Regions from separate parts of the Sus scrofa genome. Here region 2 is linked to region 1. A link is a contact called in public HiChIP or PLAC-seq data. All regions are on one chromosome and are shown on one strand. Each heading gives the region's core, a stretch centred on a gene start, on an enhancer-like site or on the middle of the called end of the contact. The rest is flanking DNA. Distances are from core to core; before and after follow the strand shown.

Region 1 (4,566 bases), core at 974-3,473:
ATCTCATTTATCCTGCCCAACAGTTTCTAGTTTAACTATTACAAAATTTCAGATAATGCTACATGTCTCATTTCTCCTTCAGTACTTCTTAGTTTCAAGCTATTTTATAATTAAAACCTGAATGGCAAAAACACATGCAAACTGAAAGAGAAAATGCTCCATGTTTTAATTACTGCTTCAAGCTTTCTTGACAGATGACCACACAACCATAAAATGTGAACTTACAGAAACCAGATTCAGACTTACAGAAATCAAACATCTATTTGTGAAGAGACTCCTAAACTATCAATACTTACTTTAAACCCGAAGGATAGATGACTTAATACAGACACAATCTGAGTCTTAACTAGGGCAGACTCCATCCGCTGCCTGCTGGGCTCAATAACACACACATTAATCCTTATGCCCTACTAGATAATCCCGTCACTCCTCTGCCTGTTTGGTAAGCTAAGTAAGATATCCTAAATTGAGGAGCAAAGAGTAAACCAAAAAACAGAGTTGAGGAAAATCTCTTCTAATTCAAGCTTGCTTCAAGACATTTCCAGTGGTAAATGCTCCCTTATCTTTTTAAGAAAAGAATAATTCACAAAAAGCAAAAGAGATCATGTTTCCAGATTATTTAGTGCTATGACAGAATATTGTCTGGAGAACAGATTCAGAGCTGGAGGCAGAAACAAAAATTCAGGCATCCTCACTCCCAGGCTGGCCTCAAGCATTTCAAGGCAATGTCCTTCATACTCATCAGTAATTCTTTTCCACCATCCTCTAAAGGCAGCTATACAGACTCCGGGATATTAGAATCTTATAGTAACCATAACACGACATAAAAACTAGCATGGTTAATTTTAAGACTATCAACTTAGGAATCAGAACCACTTAAATGGCTCATTACTAAAAAGATCTGTTCCTATGCACTAATAACTAGGTACCTTACCAAAGATTAATAGAGATGAATAATGGTAAAAAACAGAAAACAACATTAATTTGATTAGCATTAAAACAGAAAAGACATTTATGTCAATACTATTGCCGGCAGCAACTCAACTGAAATTATCACTATGACTCTAAATTCAAAAGGAGTCTAAAATTTATGATGTGCAGTGGGAAAAGGCACAGGATGGCAAAGGAGGAAAGTCTTTCACTATTTGCTGTGTATCTTTGAGCAAATAGGCCACTCTTTCTGGGTTGGACACTGGACTGTCTCTCTTCGTGCCCTGTATACCCAGCTCCTTTCTCAGCTCCTGCCTCCCTCTCCCCTCTCCACCATGGGCTACAGTCCAGAAAGAAAAACAGATCCTGGTTCTAAAAGCCGGGGACCCTGGGGCTTGGGTAGTGGTGGGGCAGAAGCAGTCGGAGAACTATATTGGAGAGAAGCTAGCTTTAGGCATTGTCTTTTTTCTTCCTTGTGTAAGAATATATATTCGATGCCTCATAAAAGACCTTGTGCTCAGAAAAAAATTGTTTTTAAAAATCCCACCCAAAATTTCTCCAAATTTTAGGGTCAAGGTCTAGTTGGACTGATTCACATATAAAGTTGACCAAAAGTTCATATACCAAATTAAATCCCATACATATCACTTAGTAGTAATTCAGTTTCCCTTTAAAATCAGAATTACACCAAATGTCATCTCTTACTTCATTAAAGGGAGCAATTTATGTGAAAAATTAAAAAAAAAAAATCTTCGATCTTAGCAATGCATAGGAAAAACATTAGAACACTCAGTGTTTATGCATCAACTTAAAGCCGTACCATTAAAACCGCGTAGTTGCTAAGGGAGAAGCACTGAATGGTGGTGATATTTTCATCTGAGTAGAGTATATGGCACCCATCTGACTTCCAGCCTCCTTGTCCATTCAGCAAATCAAAATCCCACTGGGCAGCCACAGCATCTGCTCCATGCGCGATTCGACGCAGTGTCACGTGGACGGGGATGTGGTGGGTATCGACGTTCACCCCATCTGAAGGAAACGGGGAATGAAAATGTTTCTGAAACAAACGTCATAAGCAATTACATGTCCATGTATACACTAATGGGTACTCTGCAAATCTTTTCCTTCCACTGGTGTCTGGTGCAAACGAGAAGGAACAAAAACAAGCATTTTGGGGACAATAAATCACAAAGCCGCACTGCCCAGGGACTATAGGCTGACACATGTGCCGCTGACACACCTATCTTGGTGAGAATCACAGGGGTAACCACGGTGCGCCGTTTGCCGTCGTCGGCCAAATTGGTCGAATTCCCGGTGGCTGGAAAAAGCTTTCCATTGCGGAATGCGATGAGCTGAAGCTTATACAGAGAGTCGTCACTTGGCCGGACTTCTCGTTTTTGCTTTGGTGAGAAAAGGGAAGGAGGAAGCTGAATAGAAGCCTCCACAACAGTGTTCTGGAAACATATTGAAAAAAAAAAAAAATCAGAAATGAAGAAGAGTTGCTATATTGGGAAAGACCAGAAATAGTTTCGTTATGAGTGTTTCTAGTTACTTGGCAAGTATGCTTTTCATGTAGATATAGGAAATGCGATAGTTACAACAATGTCTCAGCTAAGCGAAAAGTCTAAAGATCAAATAACCTCACAGAACAAATGAAGCATAAAATAAAAAGAAATGCAAACTCTATGGCACAGTGGTGGAAGCAGTAAACAAGGAATGATTTCAAACGACAAGGCGAATTGTCCCAGTAACTCCATGTTGAAGTAGACAGCATTAAACAGAACAGGGATCTCAGGGATCAAACTGTGTATGAACTTTATGACAACACGTGGTGAATGAGCACAAAAGGTGCATATCAGAAACCTGAGTCTAATTAATGTGGGCTTATGAAACTTTAAGGTGATGTATGGTGGATCCCAACTGTCAAACAGTAGAAAAATGCAATTACACAAACATAACAGAAGTTCAGATTCAGCAAACTCTTATTTTAGCAGAAGACTGAGAATGAAACCCATTAGGTTTAGAAAAACACAGTAACCAAGAGGAACAAGTGAAAACACTGGCTGGGCACCCCGAATGTTCCTCAGATTTTGTTACTAGGAATTTTTAAATTATAAATTATTCATCATTCAATAAAATATATACACCAAGAAGGCAAATAATCAACTACCTACAAAATTCCCAATTTCAAGAACTGATCACAAAGCCTTTCTCTTGGTACCAACCTCTCTCTCCAGTTGGATGTTCATGACCCCAACAGAATTTCCTCGTAAGCAAATCTGATCACATTATTTCAGTTCAAATAACACCTTGGTTCCTGAATGATTAGAAAATATGGCCAAAAAATCCTAAGTATGCCATATAATTGGGCTAAAGCCTTCGCCTCAAATTCTTCTCACACTCCCTATTCTACAATGAATAACTTGGCCACACTGAATTGACCACTTTTTTGCCACTGTGTAGACATCAGTATTTCTGGCTGAAATGATCTACTCTTCTTTCAGCTGGTACACTCAAACTGGTCAGATTTTTAGTAAGTTAATTCTGCTGGTAATGCAAAGGATGGACTGGGATGAGAGAGGCTGGCAGCCAAGAGAAGGGTTTTGCAAAGTCCTATAAATAGAGCTTTGGGGGAATGATTAATTACACAACTCCCTAAGATACTGCTTTTACAGGTAGGGGCTCCTCTTCTGGACTCACACAGCCTTCTGCACACAGCTCCATCATAGCTAAAATCTGCAGCATCACAGTGTTACCCATGGTCTGATCCTTAGTTATTAGAATAGGAGAATTACTGAATGCAAATAATCCTATTTATTTTTAGACTGCCTATGTTAATAATAGTTCCTGGCACTAGTATCTGTTAAAAGTAGCTGATTGTTTATGAAATTAATGAAACTCTGTCACATTTTTTTAAGGTGCTACAGAAGCAAATGATTGGCTGTAGAATTAGTTTTTAACTGTTGTGCTTAGAACAATGTTGTAAATATCTGTTGAAAGAAAGTATTTTGGAAGTTTGAATATTATTTATTATTTTTAAATTGAAGATGCTAGGAAAATATTTAGCAGAACTATTTCACCTGAGAAAACACTTAAAAAGTTTTCTACTGCTCTCACAAATACGATAGGAAAACAAGTTTATTACATAGATGCAAACTATTGCATTTATAGTGGATAAGCAATGAGACCCTACTGTTTAGCACAGGGAACTGTATCTAGTCACTTATGATGGGACATAATGGAAGATAATGTGAGAGAAATAACGTATATATATGTGTGACTGGGTCACTTTGCTATACAGTAGAAATTGACAGAACACTGTAAACCAACTATAATGGAAAAAATAAAAATCACTAGAAAAAAGCAAAGTTTATTATAAATTCATTCACTAATACAGTAAATGTCTATTGAGTATACAAATTCCTCCTAAGTATATAAAGATGCATGCAAAAATGAAAAACATCAATAGATTGATTAGTTAGAAGGTCAAAATTCTGATGAGGAGTAAATTTATTAAAATGTAAATACGTCAAAATTCATAAAATAATTCTGTTGTGAACACAAAAAGACTTGAAAACAAAGCATAGCTTTCTGGGAAAGTATTCCTTAGGATAAATCAAATTAATTTTTAAAAAT
Region 2 (4,907 bases), core at 1,216-3,715, 79 kb after region 1:
ATCTTATCTTACGAACACATGAGCTCAATGAGAAAAGGGAGCCCATTTTTCAAGGTGTCTGTAACACAAAGAACACTGGACACTTAATATTTATGAATACAATTAAAGCAAGTTTATTTGGCATTTTAATCAAAAAGAGAGCTTTCTCCTGGGACCAGGATGAGGTTATTTTGGGAATTTTGAGTCTGATTTTTTTAAGCTGAAATTTATGATGAACCTACCACACTTTAATTGAGAGTCTATTTGAGTACCTACTATGTGCTAGGAGGGACCTTAAAGGACACAAAGATAGACCTCAAGGACTAAGATGACACCTGAATCTCCCATGTGGAGTGCTACAAGAGGGATGTACAATGATTCCAAAGGAACATAGAGTTTAAATGCTGCTGAAATGCAGAATGACTAGGGGAAATATTTCTGATCTTTGTTGCTTAAAAAAGAAAAAATGAATTTGGTGTTCCCTGTTGACTCAGTGGGTTAAGGATCCAGCGCTGTCACTGCTGTGGCTCTGGTTACTGCTCTGGCAGGTTCGATCTCTGGCCTGGGAACTTCCACATGCTATGGGCACAGCCAAAAAAAAAAAAATTTTAAATGTTGGAATTCAAAGGGCAGACAGGAAAAGGGGAGTCCTTTTAAACAGAGCTAATGTCTCTGTATTAGCTACATAACAAACTGCTACCAACTGAGTGCTTTAAGTCCACACCTATGTTTACTGGCACACAGTTGTGCTGGTGAGAAGCCCAGGTGCCGAGTGAGTGGGTCCACTGCTTAGGGTGGAGGTTGGCTGCAGAGAACTTGGACAGCACTAGTGGGGATGTGCCGAAGTCAATGAATGGGGTGGAGGGGAGGGAGGCGAGTACACACATCACTTGTGCAGTATTCTTGCCAGAGTCATGCTTAAATCTGCATAGTTAAAAGTCGTACCTTGTAATTTTTTTTTTCTTTTCTTTTTAACAGCTGTTTCTGAGGCATATGGACATTCTCGGGCTAAGGGTCGAATCAGAGCTGCAGCTGCAGGCCTATGCCACAGCCACAGCCATGTCAAATTCTCAACCCACTGCGTGAGGCCAGGGCTATATCCTCACAGAGACAAGTCAGGTCCTCTACCTACACTGGGCCACAACAGGAACCCCAATACCTCATCATTGTCATTTGCACATCCCATTTTTTTTCCTTTTTTTTTTTTTTTTTTTTTTTTTGGTCTTTTGTCTTCTTTTAGGGCCGCATCCACAGCATTTGGAGGTTCCCAGGCTAGGGGTCTAAACAGAGCCTCGGCTACCAGCCTATGCCACAGCCACAATGATGCCAGATCCAATCCGCATCTATAACCTACACCACAGCTCACGGCAACACCGGATCCTTAACCCACTGAGCAAGGCCAGGGGTGGAACCCGTCCTCATGGATCCCAGTTGGGTTCATTAACCACTGCGCAATGACGGGAACTCCGCACATCCCATTTTAAGTTTGTGCTCCCTTCCCATGAAGGTCTGGAAGTGTCCTTTGACCATGACCACACATTGGTTATAAGTGTGAGCTCTCCAGTCAGACTGCCTCAACTCAAAGCCTAGTCCCACCACTTACTACCAGGGTTACCTCAGGGAAATTAATGAGCTTCTATGTCCCACTGGCTCATGGACAAAAGAGGGAACATAACGATAATGACCTCATTAGGGAACTATGAGAATCAACTAACACAGCTCAACACTTGTAACACCTGACATCAAGATCTGGCACACTAAGCAAACCTGACCTATTATTAGCCCATATTTCTAATGGATCATCTGTCTTTTCTGACTAATTTGTATGACATCAATCTATAGGAACCAACATTTTCCAATATGATCTCCCCCAAATCCTTAGGCAGCTAATCCAAATGCCAGGCGCGAGTCTCTTTGAGAAGGTGCCTGGAGAACACGTTTGGAAACCATCACTGAGGAATGAGATCATTATTTCCGACACAGACAAGGCTCACCACTAAGTACAGACTGCTTGTACTGAAGACAATTCTACTGGTAAGAAATCTCCTGAGAGCCCTGGAAATTTAGGTGACTTTTAAAGTAGCTGTTGAAACTATCCAACAGGGAAGTACACAAAGCCATGTGATCCTAAGATTATAAAACCAAACAATTAATCCAGTCATTAACAGAGTTTGAGGCTCCAAGGACCATTGGCCAATAAGAGCACATGTGCCACCACCTCCCCATCCCTTGCCTGTTCCAGATCAAGAGTCGGTCCTGGCACTTTCCTGATAAGCTCAGGCAACACTCCTAAAGGCTGGCCCCCACTTCACAGGTGCTGTCAATCAGGAAATCTATTCACCATATGCAGAAACTCTATTGTAGGCGATTATGATCTCAATGTATCTTTTATCACTGGAGGAGGGATCGTGACCAGGAAATGGCCTGCCCACTCAGAGTGAGTTATGTACCGAAAGTCAACAGAGAAGTGCTGTGAACCAGAATCAGCCAGAACACTGGCGTCAAACGATTTGTAATAAACATGTGGTAATACAGGCAAAGCCGTAAAGGGTGGGGAGCAGGCAGGCAAGAAAATAATCACATGATAGAGATCTGTAGGCTAGCCATAAAGTCTGGAAATAAAAGGGGAAAAAAAAAATGTGTGTGGGTGCATAACGTCAAAAAAAAAAAAAAAAACACATCTTCGGGGAGTCCCTGTTGTAGCTCGGCGGAAACGAATCGACCATCCATGAGGACGCAGGTTCGATCCCTGGCCTTGCTCAATGGGTTAAGGATCCAGTGTTGCCACGAACAGTGGTATAGGTCACAGATGCGATTCAGATCCCACATTGCTGTGGCTGTGGTGTAGGCACCCTAGCTTGGGAATCTCCATATGCCACAGGGACAGCCCTATAAAGAAAAAAAAGGCATCTTCACCTAGCTTAAAAAAAAAAAGTGTACGTTTCTGAACTTTATGGACATCTTATGCATTCCTTTGATACTCAACAACTCAGACAAGCAGGCAGGCGGACTTACTGAGCTGGAGTTTAATCACCTATGTTCCTGTGACAGCAGACGGAACAGGGACGTGCAAAGAGACAACCAGAGGTCAGTGTGGGGGCTCATGGACAGTTTGGCTCTAATTCAGGAACCAGGGACAATTAAGAAAAAAAAAAAAAATCCAGTGAACAGGGTGAAAGCACAAGGCCCCAAAGTTGGAGTACCCCCAGGGAAGGAGGGCAAGTCTCTGCCTGTGAGTGAGGGGCAATTAGCCTAAGAGCAGCTCAGAAACCATGTGGGCCAGACGCAAAGGACCAACCAGCCCCAATGCCCGCCAGACAAACATCCCTGCACTTTCGTGACTATTAAAATTCAACGAATCCCTTCTCATACAACACCCTGAGCTTCACTAAATGTGCATATAAGCTCTGGGAGTTTTTAAAAATACCTCAGTGATCATGACTTTCAGCAGGTAACGAGCCTTAAAGATAACCTAGTTCACAACCTCATTTCACTCTTTTTTTTTTTTTGTCTTTTTGCTATTTCTTGGGCCGCTCCCTCGGCATATGGAGGTTCCCAGGCTAGGGGTCGAATCGCAGCTGCAGCCACCGGCCTACGCCAGAGGCACAGCAACAAGGGATCCGAGCCGCGTCTGCAACCTACACCACAGCTCACGGCAACGCCGGATTGTTAACCCACTGAGCAAGGGCAGGGACCGAACCCGCAACCTCATGGTTCCTAGTCGGATTCGTTAACCACTGCGCCACCACGGGAACTCCTCATTTCACTCTTTAGGAAAGTGAGCCAGAAACATCATGAGGTGCCAAGGGTGGCTATTCTACTTGGTAACAAAGCCACCATGAGCCACCGTATCCCCACAGTCTCCTTGCTCTTTCCTCCACATTCTCCCTCCTGGTCATCTTCATCCAGATCAAAGACAGGAAGGCCAGTCCCCTGCTTACCCAGGCACAACTCTGACAGGTAGAGGTGAATGCTCCCTAAAGAGAGCATTATGGACTCTCTTCACTTCACTTGGAGACCCACCAAAAAAACGCAACCACCTCCTATGAAGTCATTAGTCCTTCATCCTAATATGGCAGCTATGTTTGAGACAGGTCGTCTGTTGCTCCAGGATAAAATTTTGAATCTCAAGAATGCAGGTAAGGGGACTATTTGATAATCAATAACACGTTGTAGTCCTAAGTATGACGCCCTGATCACTCCCACAACCTACTTGATCAAGGTCCTTCAGCAGCTCAGTTACTTTGTTTTCCCATCAGTCAGCCAGGTCCAAGGAAGCAGTTAAAGTAAACAAGTCAGTCCTGTACCTTCTGTTCTACGAAGGCTCACCCCCACCCCTCCTGCCAAATGGAACATTTAGGTTGCCTGTGACTTTTACGGACATAACAATAGTGAGAACTACAGACTTAAAGGCCACAGTCCTTGGCCAGAAGCCTACAAAGCATGTAACTTGAGAGGATCAATTTACCTGTCTACGCTCAGCTGGCAAATCTGAAAAATGGGGGCAATGCCAACATTATGGTATTAAGAATTGAGGGAGTTCCTCGTGTGGCTCAGTGGTTACGAACCCAACTAGTAACCATGTGATTCGGGTTCGATTCCTGGACTCGCTCAGCAGGTAAAGGATCGAGCATTGCCATGAACTATGGTGTAGGTTGTAGACACAGCTCAGATCCCACGTTGCCATGGCTGGGGTATAGGCCAGAAGCTACAGCTCTGATTCGACCACTAGCCTAGAAACTTCCATATGCCATAGGTACAGCCCTAAAAAAGCAAAAAAAAAAAAAAAACTGTTCAAGAACCAGCGTTGCCATGAGCTGTGGTGTACGCTGCAGATGCGGCTCAGATCTGGAGTTGCTTTGGCTCTGGCGTAGACCAGCAGCTGCATTTCTGATTCATCCCCTAGCCTGGGAACCTCCATATGCCAT

The links. HiChIP or PLAC-seq counts read pairs in DNA pulled down with a chosen protein or histone mark.
Region 2: an H3K27ac HiChIP or PLAC-seq map of alveolar macrophages shows a contact between it and region 1. The contact joins two enhancer-like sites. A contact is called at or near these places in 4 of 47 Hi-C or Micro-C datasets (embryonic fibroblasts and fetal heart ventricle) and 1 of 2 datasets of contacts at active chromatin or transcription factors (alveolar macrophages).

What each region holds. Positions count from the first base shown.
Region 1 is chr8:16,689,113-16,693,678 of Sscrofa11.1, forward strand. ADGRA3 (adhesion G protein-coupled receptor A3) reads right to left here. Exons shown (of 19, transcript XM_021101068.1): 13 at 2,171-2,384; 14 at 1,751-1,959. Among named protein-coding and RNA genes, the nearest start is that of ADGRA3, 97 kb to the right of the region's middle. Within about 2 kb of position 2,224, at least 11 of the 83 cell types and tissues checked have an H3K27ac peak or open chromatin away from gene starts, as enhancers often do. A contact at or near this core is called in alveolar macrophages, where this site is marked.
Region 2 is chr8:16,767,681-16,772,587 of Sscrofa11.1, forward strand. All of the region lies in intron 1 of ADGRA3 (adhesion G protein-coupled receptor A3), which reads right to left. Among named protein-coding and RNA genes, the nearest start is that of ADGRA3, 18 kb to the right of the region's middle. Within about 2 kb of position 2,466, at least 8 of the 83 cell types and tissues checked have an H3K27ac peak or open chromatin away from gene starts, as enhancers often do. A contact at or near this core is called in alveolar macrophages, where this site is marked.